Linked DNA regions of Gasterosteus aculeatus: region 1 is linked to region 2. Evidence: chromatin contacts called from public Hi-C data. All regions are on one chromosome and are shown on one strand. Each heading gives the region's core, a stretch centred on a gene start, on an enhancer-like site or on the middle of the called end of the contact. The rest is flanking DNA. Distances are from core to core; before and after follow the strand shown.

The links. A called contact is a pair of places that touch in the nucleus more often than the background predicts.
Region 1: a Hi-C map of liver shows a contact between it and region 2, with 2.6 times the contacts expected there. The contact joins two enhancer-like sites. A contact is called at or near these places in 5 of 6 Hi-C or Micro-C datasets (liver, skeletal muscle, tail fin and 1 more).

What each region holds. Positions count from the first base shown.
Region 1 is chr7:21,877,955-21,880,654 of fGasAcu3.hap1.1, reverse strand. All of the region lies in intron 1 of LOC144410194 (a long non-coding RNA gene), which reads left to right. Among protein-coding and RNA genes, the nearest start is that of LOC144410194, 3.8 kb to the left of the region's middle. Within about 2 kb of position 1,259, at least 3 of the 9 cell types and tissues checked have open chromatin away from gene starts, as enhancers often do.
Region 2 is chr7:21,834,594-21,837,413 of fGasAcu3.hap1.1, reverse strand. The region is part of intron 4 of LOC144410194 (a long non-coding RNA gene); the gene reads left to right. Among protein-coding and RNA genes, the nearest start is that of LOC120822014, 11 kb to the right of the region's middle. Within about 2 kb of position 1,508, at least 5 of the 9 cell types and tissues checked have open chromatin away from gene starts, as enhancers often do.

The DNA.
Region 1 (2,700 bases), core at 10-2,509, 43 kb before region 2:
ACTTTTACCTCACGTTTGTACCAACCTTTCCTCGCGTCTTCTTGATTCATTAATTCATCAAAGAACATCTGTCTTTCTGTATGTGGTAGAGAATGAAGAAGGTAACAGAAATGTGTCGCTGCGGTGTGTCACCGGGATCGCAGGATGGATTATTGCACTGGAGGGGAATGGAAGGCCTTGGGTCCAAAACGGGGCTCACGGCGGGTGGAAACGTGTGACCGAGCGACGTTTTCCCCTGTAGCAGCTGGCATGAAGAGACACGACTCATTGCAATGATCGCACACCATGTCACTGAGCCGTTTTGGGTAATCGCAACACAAACCAAAGGTCGACGCGTTGGAGGCAGTGAAGGCGTCTGCTTGGCTGACGTGTGGAAGAGTCATCCCGCACAGAAGATAACTCGTTCTTCTTCTTGGACAGAAGCTTTTTGTCCCTCTGTCATGACGACGCACCTATGTGATGAAGTCAGTTTGCTTGCTCAGTGCGACAGTATATGTTTACATTATTTCCACTTAGAATTCCTCCAACCTTTTTATGTGATTGTGCTGTTGACTGTTTGGATGTGAATAATATTAAGAGAAGAAGAACACTTCTGGTGGGTCAGTCCACGAATACGAATCACATGGAGCGGGTCCTGCTAAAACCTCTTCAGAAACTTCTAGCTTTCATTTGACGGATTAGAAGTGTAAACCACACGTTTATTTATTGTGGCGGCATTCCTTTGTTCTGATGTTCCTGAGACCTGAAACCCCACCTGCAGGTGTCAGGACGCCCTGTTATATATAATCGCTGCATGCGTCACATGTATCAGGAATAATGGGTGACGGCGCCCAGTGCACTTGTGAATCTCTGTTTACATACGGATGGGTTGTATTAGGAGGAATAATCAGTATAGTATGGAGCCGTATCCTTGTGTCAAGACAGAAGGTACAGATGACCGGCCTGAACCTGCTCATTTTCTTTTCTTTTTTTCAGGTAGGACAGCCCCTCGTAAAAGAAACGACTGTAATAAACTAACTCCCGGCGTGCCTGCCAGACCACACGCTCGCTGTCGGCTGTAAAATATGACCAAGCTGTTTCCCCCTTTTCTCTCCTCACTCTCTACCCTTTTGACCCGTCCTCATATCTTATTCCCCCCCGCCCGCCCCCTTCTCTCCATATCCAAGAACGTTTCTTCTTTCCTTTCCGTCTGTCCCTGTTAGGCCTCCGTCGGCCTGCGACAGCTCGCCTCGCTGAAGGCTGCTTCACTCTCTTCCCTCTGCCTGCTTGTGCAGCATGTGGTAGTTATGTCATAAGTAGATAACCGGCGAAGCGTAATCGTTTCCATACCTCGGCACACGGAGCCCAAATGTGGCTCAATGAGTAACACAGCGCTGCGTTCTTGAAGTCACTACTAATGTACTCATCTACATTTTACTCCGTCAAAATGGTAGCAAATGGCAATAGATGGTTGGACTCTCGCTGCTTTTTCAGCTCTCTAGTGACCTACTGCCTTTTTTACGCTTTCACTACACTTGTATTCATGCTGCAAAAGCTTGTACAGAGGATGTTGAACTGAATCTGAGCCCAGCCGCCTTTCCTGTGAATGAAACTAAACACTCACGATGCCACAAAGAGGAGATATGAATTGGACTTGTTGACTGGTTGTTGTAGGTGAGAAGTTCTTCCGTTCGGATCTCTTTCTGCCTCGGCGGGCCCCGCGGTGTCAGTCCCAGTGACCCGGTGGTTGCTTCTAAGAAATCTGGCTATTGACGACCAGAGAACAGGACCAAAATAAACAACATACTGTGAGGGGATTAAGGGCCTCTAGAATTACAGCCCTCAGAACATACCCAGATGTTGCCTTCCTGGTGCTCCTCAGGTAACGCACGTGACAGAGCGGTGGTGTGCGGAGGAGCGAGGTGGTGGGACTGGAGGCCGTAGAGCGCCCCTCCGAGGGAAGCTCTCCCAGCTGGGCTCCAGCTGGTGTGATCAACCTGCTGACAGCCAGAGGATCTTTAACTGTTTACTTTCTAATGCAGCGAACAAGGAGCAGGGAGGTTTGAAAAATTGCTTAAATCTTAACCAAGATAACGGCTGTACCTTTAGGGGCAAATGAGAACGGGTATAGAAATAGAGATTTTTATTTATATTTTTCATTACGTCTAAAATTTCCGGACTAAAGTGATATTTAATATAGGGTTACAGTGGGTTTCTGGTGCTCCACCAAAGTCATTCAACCCGTGTATTTATTACGTTTTAAGTTGGGACCATCTCAGTACCCTTCGCCATCGGCCTGACGACGGATAAGCCAAATGTAGCCGGCAACGACTTAATTTGCAACTTAAGATGCAAGACTAGAGGATGAGAGACCTCATGTACGACTAGACTGGCCACGTGTTGCTAGTTTAGAAGTTCCCTTTTTAAACCAATAAAATCAGACGAAAGCCGGTGGTTTTCGAGGTTACATTTCGGCCGATGCGTTTCGCCTCTTTTGCTCTCCAAAAAAAGAAAACATGGAGGAGGGTTTGGTTTTTCAACCGACTCCCAGAAAGCTGCAGGTTCGAGACTCTCAGCTGCTTAAAATCATAATAATAAAGTATTATGTTTGCTGCCCATCTAATTAACCATCCACTACAGTATTATATTTGCTCTGCAACCTTCATTCTATATTTAGCCTGTTTATTGTTTAAATGTCTGTATTTTCTTATCCTGTTGCCT
Region 2 (2,820 bases), core at 259-2,758:
GAATATTAACTCCCATCAGCAGCATTCCTCCAGAGGAGGGAGAGAGAGAGAGCAAGGGTCAGCTAAGGTTGAACTGCGGTTGTGTGTTCGAGGCGCTCGTACTGTAACGGTCTGATCCGGCGGGCCGGAGGGGGGAGCGCACTTCAAAGAGGGAGAGCGAGCGCCTCTCTCTCCTCGTCTGGCCTCATTGAAACTGGGCTAAATGAGCTTCGCGAGGGGCTTTTGTTCCTGCCGGTAGACAATTCACAGACTGGACGGAAGATGCCCGAAAAAAAAGAAAAAAAAAAGGACAGGAGGTCATGTGTGTAGTTCATTATCTGCCGCTCAAGCTGCCGGACGCTTTTCTGCACGCCACCCCAATTGACTTGTAAGGAACCATGAGATGTTGTTCTGCTGAATGCGAGAGGTCCAGCGAGTGGACGCTCTGACCGTTCCTACAGTGGCCACATGTCAAATTTCACACAGCCATGAGACGGAGACTTTGTACTCGAGCGCCGGCATTTCTCTCTCCACACATCCGACCTCGCAGCTTCCTACGCTAATATACAAAGAGTCCTTAGCAGCTCACATAATGGGCCGTGACATTAGCCGTGACTGATGACTGACGGATACAAACTCTTTTTTTTTCCGGTCTGCCGGAGTAAAACTAAGGCCCATACCTGCGCTCGGCCCAGAGGAACATGATAGCCGAAGAATCCGACGTATTCCTGGTTGTCTCAGGCCGCTGCGCAGACATGTAACATGTGCTCTGCTCTCCTCGGGTCCCACAGGGGGCATGGACAGGAATTCAGGGTCAGGGGTCAGAGAGAACATGTGCATGTGCACTGCTGTAGCTTGGCAACAGGTGCTGTGCGGAAGCCAATCAGCCCTTTAGGATTGCAGCAAACCTTCAATCTAATGTTTCCACATCCTATTTTTTTTACCTTTTTGTTATAGAATAATATAATATATAATGATATTTTTTTGAAATGACTGATTAGACGTTAGACAAGGCGAGCCGCTCGCGAGATACAACATCTGTGCAGAGAGAGAAGCTCGGATAGCTCAGAGGTGGTTAGTGTCTCGGGGAAATGATCGCTCTTTGCCAAGGTTTTCCTTTCCCCTCCTGAGAGGCCCAGCCATTCAGCACCGAGGTCAACGAGTACAGGCCGTTACCCACAATGCCCTTGAACCAGGGGGGAAAAAAGGAAAGAACCTGAATATGCAGAGCGGTTCCTTTAAGATGGTAAGACTGGAGCTGCGTGAATGCACTCCGAGGCAGAGCTGCAGCCAAGATGGGAGAGGAGACGAGAGGGAGGAAAGGGGGCCAGAGAACAGAGATCCTCTACTAATGTGTGGAACGATAAACTTGTGTTGCCCCTTTTTCTGCAGCAAAGCTCCCAAGTTGAAAGTATTCATATTGCAAAATTATGGGTGTCAGTTTGCTGATTGCGCCGCTCGACGAAAAGGAGTGTTGTTGCTAGGAGAGGAGAGACTCAGCCGTCTCTCATTGGCCACCAGGATACGTGAGATGGGCCAATGAGAGCCCTCCCCCTAACAGCAGCTATAGTGGAGCGACCCCCACATGCAGACCTGATTAATATGTCAGACATGTTTTATGGGTTAACGTGAATCAGGCTGCACGTATTGAAAAGACTGCAGCAGGGAGTGTGTGTGTGTGTGTGTGTGTGTGTGTGTGCGTGCGGGGGAGTGTAAGTCTGTACAGTATTTGTGCCAGGGGAATATGCCAGACTGACATATCACACACACTACTATGAGCTCCATCAACCATCTCAATTCTGAAAGCAATGTTCACACACGCACACACGCATGCACTGACTGTAGTGATGGACTAACTCAAAACAGACCAGAGGAAATAGGGAATAGGATTCCTCACATGTACATGATTATCAGGAGAATGCGGCGCTCAGAAGAGAAACCGGAGTGAGAAACTAGACTCTCTTTTAGTATCATGATGTGACTTTGAAGAGGACTGCGGTCTATTCTACTGTACAGATGATCATTTGTAACAGGCAAACTGAGCCTGACATTTAAAGACACCAACGCACCAAGGACCCACCTGGGTTTTGTTTAGAATTACGATGGTGAAGCTCTGAGGAGGTGAATACTTCGTAATTTGCTCGCCGGCCTTGTAACCGCTGAGCTTGAGCCGCGAGTTGATAGCGTAGCTTAGCATGAGCGCTTGAGCGCAGAGTAAGAATGATTGAAATCTCCCCAGTGAGTGTGGAGATCTATATCACATTGCATTGGGACGGTAACTCATTTTTGGTTGAGGGATTTGTAATGTACTGTTTTTTGGTGAACAGTCATTTCATATCATTTTCACCACATAAAGCAAACTTGTATTTCCTGTCAGTTACGTTGCATTGATGATATTTTGTATCACCAATCAAGACCTACTGTAGTGGATAACTGCTGTGAGTCTAATCGTTAAAGATGCTCTGATCTCCTGTAATGTCAAAAGTGCCGCACACAGTGACAAACCCACATGAAATTGCCACCCGAATGTCTTTGCATTAAAGAAAAGGAAAGTCCTTCTCCAGCACTCACGAAGGTTCCCCTTTATTCTACAGAAAAATACATTGTCCATATAGACAAAGTCGTTCCAGAGTAATTGCTCTTTTTATTATGGGTAGGCCATAAAAACATCTCCGGGCCCCGAGTGCTGTAGTGAGTGTAGTGCGGCCCAATAACTGTAGGGTTGAGGTCATAGTCTTCCTCCGATGGTTAGTGCAAACATTACACCAGCGATTTAAGCATGATTTAGTTTCCCCGTGATGTAATCTAACATGTCTTAAAACGCTCCCGCTGACTCCGGCA